Regions from separate parts of the Ovis aries genome. Here region 2 is linked to region 1. A link is a contact called in public Hi-C data. All regions are on one chromosome and are shown on one strand. Each heading gives the region's core, a stretch centred on a gene start, on an enhancer-like site or on the middle of the called end of the contact. The rest is flanking DNA. Distances are from core to core; before and after follow the strand shown.

Region 1 (7,894 bases), core at 2,707-5,206:
AACTTAACGAAGCAGGCAAAAAACCTATATGCTGAAAACTATAAAATATTGATAAAGGAAACTGAAGATCATTCAAAGAAGTATAAAGATATCCCATGCTCTTGGACTGGAAGAATTAATATTGTTAAAACAGCCATGCTACCCGAAGCAACATACAGATTTAATGCAATCCCTTATCAAAATACCTACAGTATTTTTCACAGAAGTAGAACAAATAATCCTAAAATTTATACAGAAATGCAAAAGACCCAGAGTGGCCAAAGCAATCCTTAGGAAAAAGAACAAAGCAGGAGGCTTTTCCAGATTTCAGACTGTCCTACAAAACTGTAGTGACCTGTACACTGTGGTGAGGGCACACACATCAGTGGAACAGAATAGACAGCCCAGAAATAAACCCACACACCTGTATGGTCAATTAACTTTCAACAAAGGAGGTTAGAATATACAATGCAAAATGACAGTCTCTTCAACTAGTAGTGTTGGGAAAGCTAGACAGCTTCATGTAAATCAATGAAATTTGAGGACTCTTCATACCATATACAAAAATAAACTCAAAATGATTTAAAGACCTAAACATAAGACATGACCCCATCAAATTCCTAGAAGAGAGCACAGGCAAAACGTTTATTCCTGGACATGGATTGTAGCGATATTTTTTTTTTAATTTTTATTTTTACTTTATTTTACAATACTGTATTAGTTTTGGCAGCAATATTTTCTTAGATCTAGTATGGTATCACTTATAGGTGGAATCTAAAAGGTAAAACAAACTAGTGACTATAACAAAAAAGAAACAGACTCACAGATATAAAGGATATAAAGGGGTTACCAGTTTTGTTCTATGTTCCTACCAAAAGAACATACTCGTTACCAGTGGGCACAGGGAAGGGGGAGGGCCAAGAAAGGGGTAGAAGATCAAGAGGCACAACTACTGTGTATAAAATAAATAAGCTACAAGGATATATTATACAGTGCAGAGATATAGCCAATATTTATAATAACTATTATTAGCATTAACCTTTAAATATTATGAATCACTACTGTATACCTGAAACTTATATAATATTGTAAACCCAATACCTCAATTAAAATACTGAGAATGTACTAGAAGTATACAATAAAACTAATTTTCAAAACAGAAAAAATAGTAAACAAACTTGAGATTTCTTTTTATCTCTCAAGTCCAGGTAAATATAAATACCCAGATGGTGACTTCTTGGTACCAAGTATTTCTGACTCTGAGGATATGCCTGCCTGGGGTGCGTCCTTATCAAAGGAGGGAAATTTGGCCATGGAGACAAATGTGCACACAGGGAGAATGACACATGAAGATGAAGGCAGAGATGAGGTGACGGCACTTAACGAGCCGAGGAACACCAAAGATTGCCTGCAGACCCCTGGAAGCCAGGGGCTCACAGGAGAGGCATGGAGCTCCATCACAGCCCTCAGCGGCCAACCCTGCCAGCATCCTGACCTTGGACTCACGGCCTCCAGGACCAAGAAAAATAAACTTCTGTTGTTTATGCCAGACTGTGGTCCTCCATTGTGGTGGTCCTATTGGTAATAATTACCTTCCCCCTTACATGGAAATCAACTTGCTATACCCCTCACAGAGGAATACAAATCCTCTAACTATTCAAGCTACTTTGTGTCTAACTACCAAACACACACACCTGTACACGTTATGGTGAGTTTTCCTATAGAAATCCCTTGACCTTTTCATGACAGATGACTACAATCTGGCCATTCCAGTTTAACAGAAATGTTCTAAAACTTCTGTATCTCAAAGTGAAGGAGTCTGGGAGCTAATCCCTTTCCTCCCAGAAGACCTCTGTCCCTTACGCTGATCCCCCGCAATCTTAGCAGTCAGGGGTGAATACCTGCTGTACGCTGATGTCACTAAACTGTCGTTCTAGGCTTTTCTGGAAGACAGAAGGTCTGTCCCAAGAAGATAGATATTTCTGCTATCCAGAACTAGAAATAGCCATGATTAAAATTTTTTTCAATAAAGTAATACATAAAAGTAACAAAAAAATTAAGGTACTGAAAGGTGTCAAGTGAAAAGCAACATGTTCTTTAAAAAACTTCAACTCAAGTCAGTTTCATTTGGAATAAAAATAATGTACAGAACATTGTGTATTTCTAAAAGTGCTATAAAATGTTTACATGGTAGCTCAATATGTGCCAAGCATTTCTCTAAAAGCTGTATACATTTTAATTCATTTAATCTTCATGACTCCACAAGGTAGATATTAACTATTATTATTCCTGTTTCACAGATGTGAGGAGACTGAATCCCAGAGAAGGGAATCATCTGCCAAGGTTGTCCCACTAGAATTTTTTTCCTGGACTTGCTTTATACACAAGTATCCACCCAGCAGTGCAATTCAAAGTAAACTGCAAACATTTTGACTTATTTTCTGATTTAGAGTTATGAATATTTTTGCTTTCCCATAAATATTGTCCTTGCACTATCAAGAGCATAACAGATGGAACATTTGCTAGAATGCTCAACTCCTGTCCATGGATTTGCTTCCGAGCTCAGCTTTCTTCCTGTCGCCATGTGTCAATGGAAGGGTTTCCAGACAACTGGATTCAAATTCCTTCTTCAAATGGTTTTAAAACATTTGGGCTTAAAGAATATGAGATTGTAGTGGTCCATCACATTATTGGAAACAACAGCCAGGCAAGGATGATTGCATTGTGATTGCTGTTCAACACAGAGCAACTGTAGGATGTCCTCAGTTATAGGATAAATATAATTTCTAGAGGCTGAAAACAGAGCAGCTCAGAATTGATGAAATCATGTAGCTACTACATGACTCAGCCCTCAATTCTGTGCCTGGCAATCATCAGGATCATGGTTTTCGGATGAGGAAATGTCTCTGAGGACCCCCCCTCTCTGAGCCTCAGTCCTTCCCTCTGCTCTTGTCTCTGCTCCATTTCTACATTTCCCTGTCTCTGCCTCAATCACTTTTCCAGTGTCTCTCACCCTCTCTCCCCACAGCTCTCCCTTTTTTTTGCCATCTGCAGTCAAGGTAGTTGAGGATTCAGACACCCTCAGCTGTCCTATCTCAAACTTTTAAAAAAAAGATGAATTTGTGCTCCAGCTTTCTGTCCCTACTGCTGGAAGAACAGTCAAGGGAGGAGATGACTGAATTTCAGACTTCTCCCTTAAATTTGCAGCATTTCTGCATCTCTCAAGATGATCGAAGTGTTACTCCATCTTCAGCACATGAATGTGCTGGAATGCACTGACGAAGTTTCTAACACTGAGGTATTTCTGTATTTCTGAAAGCAACCCTATCAGTTATTTTGAGTACTTGTCAAAACATTGCTGAGCTCAATTTGTTAGCATTTTATCTGGAAATTTTCCTTCCATTTATGGGGGACGTTGACCTGGATTTTATTCTATTTTGTTTTTCTAGATTTAAGAGACTTATGCTAATAATTACAATGATTTGAGTAATGTCCATAATCTCTGGGCCACTTTCTATAACCTAGGAGTTCTTTCTTTGAATGCACAATGAATTGGTTAATAAATCTAATGTCTAATGCCTTTAGACCTAATTAAAATCTAAAGTCTAATGCCTTTCTTAGAGTATAGATCTTTTTACTTCCTTTATAACTTATTCACTTATTGGTCTATTCAGATTTTCTACTTTTTTGCATGTCAGTTATTATCATTAATACTTCCAAAGAGAAACTCCATTTTCACTTAAATTTTATTCTCTTGGCCTAAAGTATCCTTTGCCTGGCTAATGCCTCTCGGGATCTAGCCCTCATCCTGATTGGACAGCAAGGATAAGGGGTGAGTGAGTCTTCAGCTCTGAGCAACAATGCTGGAAACGGGCAGGGAACTTGGATAGAGCATTCCCACTGGAAAGCAGCTGGTTGAGTTTCAGCCTGTGTCCACTGGTGTTTATCCACCGGTTTGTGAACCTGAGCAACAGCCAGGCCTGTACAGAGGGCGGAGGAGAGCTATCCACCCACAGATGGAAGAGAGGACCACACCCTCACTGAGCAGGACTTTTCATGTTATATACAAATGGCGCCACCTGGAGCTCAATGTTGGTAGTGACCTCGGGGCTGGGCGACATAGTGATCGCTCACCGTCCCAAATGTTCAGGTACTGGGTCTCTACAGGTACCTTTCGGGGTCCAATCACCCACTCATAGTCCCACCATCCCCACACCTGCTGAGCCAAAGGATGACAGCCAGATCACCAACTTGTGGTGGTTTTGCTCTGCGTCTCCCTGATCATTTGTGACGTTGGACGTCTTTTCACATGCCTGCGGGCCATCTGCATGTCCTCTTTGGTGAAGTGTCTGTTTCCGGCCTTCTGCTCTTTCTGATGGGGTTCTTTTTTCAATTAAGCTGTGGGAGTTGTTTCTATATTTTGAATGTTAACTCCTTATCCAGTACATCATTTGTAAATATTTTCTCCCAATCCAAGGATGTCTTTTCCTTTTGTTTAGTTTCCTTTGCTGTGCAAAAGCTTTGAAGTTTAATTAGGTCCCATTTGTTTATTTTTGTTTTTGTTTCTATTTCTCTAGGAGACAGATCAAAAAAAAATATTACTGTGATTTATGCCAGACAGTATTCTGCCTATGTGGCCACATTCCCCAATCCTAACTGAGCGAACACCCTGGCTTACTGACCTCATGCCACAACTTGACTGAATCTAGGGCAGCCAAGTGCTGAGAAAAGACTTGCTCTAACAGATGTAGAGGCAACCTGAGGGTCTGCGGGTGGTCCAGGTCGGGCAGCAGTGAGCACTGTTGGTGCTCCAACAGCACCACAGATGCAGCCCAGGCCTCCGGCGCAGCACAGCCCCCGGGACCCCAGCAACCACCATGCCATGAGCCCCACTCCCAGCTGGCAAATGCCCGGGCTCTACCCACTCCACACCAGAACCCTGCATTAGAGCTGGGACAACCACAACCATTACATACTGGTAAAAGTTAAAGATCAAGAGGATTCCCAAGGCAGCATGAGAAACACACATACAAGAGAATCCCCATAGTGCTATCAGCTTTCTCTGCAGGAACCTTGCAGGCCAGAAAGAAGAGAAATGATAGTGCTGAAAGAGAAGAACCTACAACCTAGGATACTCCAGCCAGCAAGATCATCACTTAGAACAGAAAGAGACAGAAAGAATTTTTAAGACAAGCAAAAACTAAAAGAATCCAGCAATACTAAACCCATTCTAAAAAAAAATGTTGAAGGTTCTTCTCTAAATGGAGAGAAATAAGCATCAACAGGAAAGAAAAAAAATCCAAGAAAGGCAAATACATAGTAAGGATTGAAGATCACTTAAGCCAGTGTGTAGACTGAAAAAAAAATAAAATTGTAAAAGCAACTGTAACTACAATAAATAGCAAAAGGGTAAGCATGAAGATATAAAATATGACATAAAAACAAAATGTGAGGGAGAGGAGAAAAAATTTAGACCTTTTAGAATGTGTTTGAAATTTAATAGTTATCTGTTTAAAGCAGGTAGGTTATAACCATGAGGTTTCCCTGGTAGCTCAGACAGTAAAGAATCTACCTGCCAATGCAGGAGACCAGAATTCAATCCCTGGGTTGGGAAGATCCCCTGGAGAAAGGCATGCAACCTGCTCCAGTATTCTTGCCTGGAGAATCCCATGAACAGAGAAGCCTGGTGGGCTACAGTTCATGGGGTTGCAAAGAGTCAGAGATATGACTAGGTGACTAACACAGAGAGGTATAATTATGGGTCAACAAATATGAACTCCATGGGAACTACAAATCAAAAACCTACAACAGATAGACAAAAAAACAAAAAGGAATTCAAGCATACTACAGAAGACAATCATCAAACCACAATGGGAAAAACAAAAAGAAGAAATGAACAAAGAAGAACTACAGAAATAACTGGCAATCAAGGAATGAAACGGAAATAAGCACATACTGATCAATAATTTAAATGTCAATAGGCTGCTGCTGCTAAGTCACTTCAGTCGTGTCCGACTCTGTGCGACCCCATAGACAGCAGCCCACCAGGCTCCGCCGTCCCTGGGATTCTCCAGGCAAGAACACTGGAGTGGGTTGCCATTTCCTTCTCCAATGCATGAAAGGGAAAAGTGAAAGTGAAGTTGCTCAGTCGTGTCCGACTCTTAGTGACCCCATGGACTGCAGCCTACCAGGCTCCTCCATCCATGGATTTTCCAGGCAAGAGTACTGGAGTGGGGTGCCATCGCCTTCTCTGGTCAATAGGCTACCTGCTCCTATAAAAAAGAAATAGGATAGCTGATTGGATATAAAACAAAGACTTTCAGCATGTTGCCTACAAGAGACCACTTTAGGGCAGAAGACACACACAGACTGAAAGTGAGAGGAAGGGAAGAGAGATTCCACGCAAATGGAAATGACGAGAAAACAAGGGTGGCCATACTCAGACAAATAGGCCTGAGACAAAGCCTATACTATTAATGACATAGGGATCAATACAGTAAGAGATCAATTCAAGCAACAAATTTAATAGGATACAAATTATATCAAGCATTTTTTTTCTGACCACAACAGTATGAAACTAGAAATCAACTATAGAAATTAAAACAGGAAAAGAACACGGAGACTAAACACCATGGTGCTTAACAACAACAACAACAACAACAAAAAAAGCAATGGATTAACAAGGAGATCAGAAAATACATCAAGACAAAGTGAAGTCACTCAGTCGTGTCCGACTCTGCGACCCGTGGACTGTAGCCCACCAAGCTCCTCCGTCCATGGGATTCTCCAGGCAAGAATACTGGAGTGGGATGCCATTTCCTTCTCCAGGGGATCTTCCCGACCCAGGGATCGAACCCAGGTCTCGCACATTGCAGGCAGACGCTTTAACCTCTGCACCACCAGGGAAGCCCTTACATTGAGACAAATGAAAATGAAAACACAATTTTTCAAAATCTATGGGACGCAGCAAAAGCAATCCTAAGAGGGAAGTTCAGAGTGACATAGGCCTTCCTCAAGAAACAAGAAAAAAAAAAAAAAATCAACCTAACCTATTACCTAAAACAGTTAGAAAAAGAAAATGCGACTTCCAAAGTCAGCAGAAGGAAGGAAGGAAAAGTCAGAGTAAATTAAACAGAGATAAAAATAATAGAAAGGTCAACAAAACCAAAGGATAGTGTTTTTTTGAAAAGATAAATAAAACTGATAAACCTTTAACCAGGCTTACCAAGAATGAGAGGACCCAGCAGGTACATGTACACACACACAAACAAGAAATGAAAGGAGAAATAACAACTAATACTACAGAGATACAGTCACAAGAGAATACTGTGAAGATATATGCCTATAACTGGACACCACAGAAGAAACGGACAAGTTCCTAGATACTTACAATCTACCAAGACTGAAATAAAGAAGGGACAGATAATTTGAACAGATCACTAAAAGTGAAATAGAATCTAATTTTTTTTTTTAAATCCCAGCAAGCAAAAGTTCAAGACTAAACAGCTTCACCTGGGAATTCTACCAAACATGTAGAGAAAAACCTACAATGATCCTTCTAAAGCTATTTCAAAAAGTTGAAGAGGAGGAAACAGTCCCAAATGCATTCTACAAGCCACCGTTACCTTGATACAAAAGCCAGACAAAAACACAACAAAAGAGGACATTACAGGGCAATATGTTTGATGAATATAAATGCAAAAATTTTCAGCAATGTATGAGCAAACCAAAGTCAACCATACATAAAAAGGAACTATACACCATGATCAAGCTGAATTTATTCCAGAGTCACAAGGATGGTTTGACATATACAAATCAATGTAATATACCAGATTAAAGAAAAATCACATGATCATCTCAATAGACTTAAAAAAAAAAAGTAACAATTCAATCTCCATTCATGACAAAAACTCTC
Region 2 (7,894 bases), core at 2,597-5,096, 150 kb before region 1:
ACAATTGCACTCATCTCACACGCTAGTAGGGAAGGCAATGGCAACCCACTCCAGTACTCTTGCCTGGAAAATCCCATGGGCGGAGGAGCCTGGTAGGCTGCAGTCCATGGGGTCGCACAGAGTCAGACACAACTGAGAGACTTCACTTTCACTTTTCACTTTCAAGCATTGGAGAAGGCAATGGCAACCCACTCCAGTGTTCTTGCCTGAAGAATCCCAGGGACAGGGGAGTTGCCTGTCTATGGGGTTGCACAGAGTTGGACACGACTGAAGCGACTTAGCAGCAGCAGCAGCAGCACACACTAGTAAAACAATGTAAAAAAATTCTCCAAGCCAGGCTTCAGCAATACGTGGACTGTGAACTTCCTGATGTTCAAGCTGGTTTTAGAAAAGGCAGAGGAACCAGAGATCAAATTGCCAACATCTGCTGGATCATCGAAAAAGCAAGAGAGTTCCAGAAAAACATCTATTTCTGCTTTATTGACTATGCCAAAGCCTTTGACTGTGTGGATCACAATAAACTGTGGACAATTCTTCAAGAGATGGGAATACCAGACCACCTGACCTGCCTCTTGAGAAACCTATATGCAGGTGAGGAAGCAACAGTTAGAACTGGACATGGAACAACAGACTGGTTCCAAATAGGAAAAGGAGTATCTTAAGGCTGTATACTGTCACCCTGCTTATTTAACTTATATACAGAGTACATCATGAGAAACGTTGGGCTGGAAGAAGCACAAGCTGGAATCAAGATTGCCGGGAGAAGTATCAATAACCTCAGATATGCAGATGACACCACCCTTATGGCAGAAAGTGAAGAGGAACTAAAAAGCCTCTTGATGAAAGTGAAGGAGGAGAGTGAAAAAGTTGGCTTAAAGCTCAACATTCAGAAAAAGAAGATCACGGCATCTGGTCCCATCACTTCATGGCAAAAAGTGGGGAAAACAAAAATAGATGGGGAAACAGTGAGAGACTTTATTTTTGGGGTTCCAAAATCACTGCAGATGGTGATTGCAGCCATGAAATTAAAAGACGCTTACTCCTTGGAAGGAAAGTTAGGACCAACCTAGACAGCATATTAAAAAGCAGAGACGTTACTTTGCCAACAAAGGTCCGTCTATTCAAGGCTACGGTTTTTCCAGTAGTCACGTATGGATGTGAAAGTTGGACTATAAGAAAGCTGAGCGCCGAAGAATTGAAGCTTTAGAACTGTGGCGTTGGAGAAGACTCTTGAGAGTCCCTTAGACTGCAAGGATATCCAACCAGTCCATCCTAAAGGAGATCAGTCCTGGGTGTTCATTCGAAGGACTGATGTTGAAGCTGCAACTCCAATACTTTGGCCACCTGATGCGAAGAGCTGACTCATTTGAAAAGACCCTGATGCTGGGAAAGATTGAGGGCAGGAGGAGAAGGGGATGACAGAGGATGAGATGGTTGGACGGCATCACTGACTCAGTGGACATGAGTTTGGGTAGACTCCAGGAGTTAGTGATAGACAGGGAGGCCTGGCGTGCTGCAGTTCATGGGGTCCCAAAGAGTCGGACATGACTGAGTGACTGAACTGAACTGAACTCAACTCAGTAGTAGTTGTGAAATCATTTTAGATAGTCATGACCAGAATGCTGTTTAAAACAAAACAGACTGGAACAGAATGGAAAACTAATTAGAGTATCACACCACAATGAAGCTAAGTATCCTTTGATCAAACTTTTACTGTATAAGTTATATATATATACTTATAGAGGAGAAAGGGAGAGAATGTAAAATATGTAAAATATAGTTCTACTTTTTCATCAGACTGAAAATGCTCTGAAAAACACTATTACACCATCTTCCCTTGTTTGCCTTTGTAAGTTCCTGGCACATGGCAGGAAATAGTTAACAGCTGTTGAATGGACAGATGGGTAAACAACACCCCCTCTCACCCCCACCCCCGCCACGCACCTGTGGTAGAGCCCACGATGGCTGTATTCTGATCCACAGCCTCCAGAAACTGCCCGATAACCAATGGGATGCTCTGGATTCGTTTCACCTCCTCCTGGGCATGGAGGAACTCCTTCTTCAGGTTCTTTTGCTCATCCTTGATATACTCCTCCTGCACCTCCAGGAACTCCAGCTCTTGCTGCAGCTTCTGTGAGCAGACAGTGGAGAAGCAGGGATGGTTCCAGGCCTTGCTGAGCCAAGGAATGAAGGTAGGGGAAGTATGGGATGCTGGGCCCTGTGCAGGGTCCAGACTGGTTTTGTTAATTTTTTTTTTTATTGGCATATAGTTGATTTACAATGTTGTGTTAGTTTCAGGTATACACCAAAGTGAATCAGTTATACATATACTCACTCTTTTTTCTTAGTTTCTTTTCCCATTTAGGCCATTACAGAGTATAGAGTAGAGTTCCCTGTACTATACAACAGGTTCTTATTCCCTGGTAAAGATCCCCTGGAAAAGGAAATGGTAACCTTCTCCAGTATTCTTTTTTATTTTTTAATTGAAGGATAATTGCTTTACATAATTTTGTTGTTTTCTGCCAAATATCAAAATGAATCAGCCATAAGTACACATATGTCCCCTCCCTCTTGAACCTCCCTCCCATCTCCCTCCCCATATCACCCCTTTAGGTTATTACTGAGCCCTTGTTTTGTACTCCAGTATTCTTGCCTGGGAAATCCCATGGACACAGGAATCTGGTGGGCTCCAGTCCATGGGGTCACAGTCAGACAGGACTTAGTGACTAAATAACAACAACGCTGATATTTTGCGGACTGGCTTTGAATGTACCTTGTAGCGGCTGTAGAGGTCCTCCAGGTCCTCTGGCTCAGGCCCCAGGAAGGACAGGCCAGTCTGGGGCCGTGACACAGACAGGGCCGGGATCTCATCCTAGACCATGGAAGGAAACTCAGGTTGGAAGGTCCCCTTATGAAAGAATCTAAAGCCCCCCTCCCCACTTCACCATGAAGTCACTTGGCCCCTAATAGGTTCCTGACATTCAGCACCCTAAATAGATCCTGGGAACTTCTCAGCCCCCTAAAGACGTTCCTGAAGTCACCCAGCTCCTAACAAACTCCTTGGTCACAAAGCCTTCCAAACAGATCTGGTATCAGATGCCACTTGTAACATGTCCTCAATGTCCTAACTCCCGTCTAGGGCCTAAATGTCTGATCAACTCCTTACCAGACCCCAATGCCCTCCAGCCCCCCTCAACAGGTTTGAAATACTACAGGGATGCCTCAATTGATGGTGAAAGTCACCATGCCTTCATACAGTCCTGGTATTACTCAGTTACCCCCCAAATATCCCTCATGAACTCCAACTCACATTAGGCCCTTATGTCACCCAGCTCCCAGGCAGGCCCCCAAAATCACTCGGCCAGATTACAGATATTACTTGGCGCTCCAACACCAACTAAGCCCCAAATATCAGTCAGCTCTCCAGCTCAACCTCATATATCATTCGGCCCCATGGCCGAATCCCATACATCACTCACCACCCGACCCACCCCTAATGCCACTGGGCCTAGCTATGTCACAGCATTCCACCTAAACCTCGAAATCATTCAGCCCCAAAGAACCTCTAGCGTCACCGTTTCCCCAGCCCCGCTTCCCAAGCCCTAATACCATCACTCAGCCACCCAGACACCCAGCCCAGGCCTCGGATCGGCACGAAGCTCTCCACTGAGGCCTCCGAAATCACTCAGACCTACGCTTGGATCCCCAAAGTCACTCAGAATCCCAACCAGGTCGGCTTCGCCCTCTCCCCAAGACCCAAGCCCCACCGGACCTGAGCTTTCTCCACCAGGATACCTATCTCCTCCATAGTGACCAAGCCGGCCTCTGTGTGGCCCGGCCTAATCCAGTCACCGCTTCCGCTGACGCCACCGGAAAGCAAGGCCTGGATGGGTTCTGGGAAGCGTAGTTTAAGACACGGCTGAGAGAAGGTTGAATGGGCGCGGTAGGTAAAGTGCAGGGCGGCTTCGTCCTGAGCTCCGCCCCCAAGACTTGCTCCTGCGCACTTTGTACCTCGCGGGCGCGCGGGCGCGCGGGCGGGCCCGGGGAGGTGCGCGTCGGCAATAGCGCGCGGGGCCGCGGTCTCGCGCGGCTTTTTCTGGCGCTGGTTTTCGTGACAGCAGGTGGCGCTGCCCGCATTGGTTTTCAAACTGAGTAATTTCTCAGATATCTGTCAGATCTGGCCAAGTGCTCTTCTTTCTTGTTTAGAGGCTTGGGCAGGGTTCCGCAGAGGCGGGGGGTGGGGGGTGGGGGTGGGATGTCTTTAACGGGGTTTCTACGTGGGCTGCAGCCGAGGATTGCCCTCCGCGCGGAGCCAGGAAGACCAAGGCTACTCGTAAAGGGTGACACCCTTTACCCGGCTCCAGACCGGGGGTGAGGAGCTCCAAGCCCGCCATTACCGGTAGCCGGGAATCGAGTAGAACCCGCGCATTACGGATGGAGAAAGTGAGGCAGCGGTGCCAGGAGCTGGGTCATGCAGGCCCTGTTGCTTAAGTTTAACGTGCTCAACCCATTGAATCTTGACAGACATTATGTTCCCTCTTTCACTCTGATTGAAACTAGAGCGCGGGGGCCCAAAGCCTGTGCTTCCGGCCGCGGGAAAACACTGCCGCTTATCACACCAGCTACAGTTTTGTTAAGTAAACTTCGTATTCAAGTACAGAGACATACGTATCATTAAAAGTGAAGTCGCTTAGTCGTGTCCAACTCTTTGCGACCCTATGGACTGTAGCCTACCAGGCTCCTCTGTCCATGGGATTTTCCAGGCAAGAGTACTGGAGTGGGTTGCCATTTCCTTCTCCAGATACATATCCTTAGTGTACCGTTCAACAGATTTGCACAAAGCGAACACACCGATGGCTTTCAGGTGGCACTAGTGGTAAAGAATCTGCCTGCCAGTGCCGGATATGCAAGAGACACGGGTTCGAACCCTGGGGTTGGGGAAGATGCCCTTGAGAAGGAAATGACAACCTACTCCAGTAGTCTTGGGCTTCCCTGGTATCTCAGCTGGTAAAGAATCCACCTGCAATGCAGGAGACCCGGATTCGATCCCTGGGTCAGGAAGATCCCCTGGAGAAGGAAATGACAACCCACTCCAATATTCTTACCTGGAGAATCCCAAGGACAGAGGAGCCTGGTGAGCTCTGGTCCATAAGGTCACACAGAGTTGGATATGACTGAAGTGACTTAGCAGCAGCAGCAGTAGCATACATGGGAGAACCCAGAAAAACTGAGTAATCCCTTAAATATCTTAATTATCTCGCCTCTTCTACCTGTATCATTTCTAGATTTCTGTCTTCGAACTGTCTTCCAATGTGTTCTAATGGTTCTTCATCTCATCTATTGAGTCCTTCAGGTCCAGTTCTGTTTGGTTATTATTATTATTTTGAGTTTCAATTTCCTTGGTAAAGTATTCTTTCTGTTCATTATTTTTATTCCTAAGTTTACCAAACTGCTTTTCTGAGTTTTCTTGCAGCTCACTGAGTTTCTTCATGACAAGTATTTTGAATTCTCTATTAATTAGATAGCAATATTCTGTGAATTCCAGTTGAGCTATTTCAAATCTGAAAGATGATGCTGTGAAAGTGCTGCACTCAATATGCCAGCAAATTTGGAAAACTCGGCAGTGGCCACAGGACTGGAAAAGGTCAGTTTTCATTCCAATCCCAAAGGAAGGCAATGCCAAAGAATGCTCAAACTACTGCACAACTGCACTCATCTCACATGCTAGTGAAGTAATGCTCAAGATTCTCCAAGCCAGGCTTCAGCAATACGTGAACCGTGAACTTCCTGATGTTCAAGCTGGTTTTAGAAAAGGCAGAGGAACCAGAGATCAAATTGCCAACATCCGCTGGATCATGGAAAAAGCAAGAGAGTTCCAGAAAAACATCTATTTCTGCTTGATTGACTATGCCAAAGCCTTTGACTGTGTGGATCACAATAAGCTGTGGAAAATTCTTCAAGAGATGGGAATACCAGACCACCCGACCTGCCTCTTGAGAAACCTATATGCAGGTCAGGAAGCAACAGTTAGAACTGGACATGGAACAACAGACTGGTTCCAAATAGGAAAAGGAGTACGTCAAGGCTGTATATTGTCACCCTGCTTATTTAACTTCTATGCAGAGTACATCATGAGAAATGCTGGGCTGGAGGAAGCACAAGCTGGAATCAACATTGCAGGGAGAAATATCAATAACCTCAGATATGCAGATGACACCACCCTTATGGCAGAAAGTGAAGAGGAACTAAAAAGCCTCTTGATGAAAGTGAAAGAGGAGAGTGAAAAAGTTGGCTTAAAGCTCAGCATTCAGAAAATGAAGATCATGACATCTGGTCTCATCACTTCATGGGAAGTAGATGGGGGAAACAGTGGAAACAGCGTCAGACTTTATTTTTTTGGGCTCCAAAATCACTGCAGATGGTGACTGCAGCCATGAAATTAAAAGACGCTTGCTCCTTGGAAGAAAAGTTATGACCAACCTAGATAGCATATTCAAAAGCAGAGACATTACTTTGCCAACAAAGGTCCGCTTAGTCAAGGCTATGGTTTTTCCAGTGGTCATGTATGGATGTGAGAGTTGGACTGTGAAGAAAGCTGAGCGCCGAAGAATTGCTGCTTTTGAACTGTGGTGTTGGAGAAGACTCTTGAGAGTCCCTTGGACTGCAAGGAGATCCAACCAGTCCTTTCTAAAGGAGATCAGCCCTGGATGTTCTTTGGAGGGAATGATGCTGAAGCTGAAACTCCAGTACTTTGGCCACCTGATGCGAAGAGTTGACTCATTGGAAAAGACGCTGATGCTGGGAGGGATTGAGGGCAGGAGGAGAAGAGGGCATCAGAGGATAAGATGGCTGGTTGTCATCACTGAATCAATGGACATGAACTTGGGCAATTTTTGGGAAATGGTGATTAACAGGGAGGCCTGGCCTGCAGTCCATGGGGTCACAAAGAGTCAGATGCAACTGGGCAACTGAACAACAACTTGTGTCTACCAGTAGGTGGTGCAATAGCACAAGCTTTGGAGTTCTCTTGCGCGCTACCTCTGGTTATGAAAGTGAAAGTATTAGTCACTTAGTCCTGTCTCTTTGCGACCCCATGGACCCCATGGACTGTAGCCCACCAGGCTCCTCTGTCCATGAAATTCTCCAGGCAGGAATACTGGAGTGGGTAGCTGTTCCCTTGATTGAACCCGAGTCTCCTGCACTGCAGGCAGATTCTTTACATCAGAGCCACCAGGGACCCCCCAATTCTGGGTGCTCATTCTCAAATATTCAATACGTATAACTGAATATTTGAGAATGAGCACTTTCCACTCTTAGAGGCAGGTTCGATCCCTAGCTCAGGAAGATCCCTTGGAGGCAGGATGGCAACCCACTCCAGTATTCTTGCCTGAAGAATCCCCTGGATAGAGGAGGAGCCTGGTGGGTGAAGCCGGGCGGGCTACATTCCATGGGGTGGCAAAAGAGTCAGACATGACTTACGGATGAAACAACAACTTTCAATTCTCCACTACCTCTGTTCGTGGTGTCCCTTGTGCCCTCATTGTTGCTGTTTTCTGGTGCCTTGCTGCTGCCAACGTTGCTGGCATTACCACCTGGGGTACTGGGAGGGTACATGCCTCCACCATGTCTGGGGTCTCCTGGCTCTGCCACAGCAGGGATCCAGGGTGGCAGGCATCTCTGCCATGACCAGAGTGGTCAGGTTGGTGGGCTCTGCTGCTGCAGACAGGGCAGGTGCTGGCGTTGTGGGTCCCTTTGTAGCTGAATGGACAGGGTCAGAGGCTCTGCTGCTGCTGCTGTGTGATTCTCTGTGGCTGCGAGCATTGCTGCAGCTGGGAGGCTGGTGTCACGGGCACTGTCTCCCCTGAAGCCACTGGTTTCTCAGCGAGATCAGCCA

The links. A called contact is a pair of places that touch in the nucleus more often than the background predicts.
Region 2: a Hi-C map of retroperitoneal adipose tissue shows a contact between it and region 1, with 4 times the contacts expected there. The contact joins the promoter of PSMC4 here to the enhancer-like site in region 1. A contact is called at or near these places in 14 of 16 Hi-C or Micro-C datasets (blood, hypothalamus, liver and 7 more).

Annotation. Positions count from the first base shown.
Region 1 is chr14:48,751,248-48,759,141 of ARS-UI_Ramb_v3.0, reverse strand. No RefSeq gene overlaps it. Among named protein-coding and RNA genes, the nearest start is that of DYRK1B, 38 kb to the left of the region's middle. Within about 2 kb of position 3,956, at least 2 of the 54 cell types and tissues checked have an H3K27ac peak or open chromatin away from gene starts, as enhancers often do.
Region 2 is chr14:48,897,089-48,904,982 of ARS-UI_Ramb_v3.0, reverse strand. It overlaps PSMC4 (proteasome 26S subunit, ATPase 4), which reads right to left and starts at 3,846. Exons shown (of 10, transcript XM_060398095.1): 1 at 3,773-3,846; 2 at 2,774-2,872; 3 at 1,945-2,131. The coding sequence starts at 3,808. It overlaps LOC132657692 (a long non-coding RNA gene), which reads left to right and starts at 171. Exons shown (of 3, transcript XR_009596209.1): 1 at 171-2,192.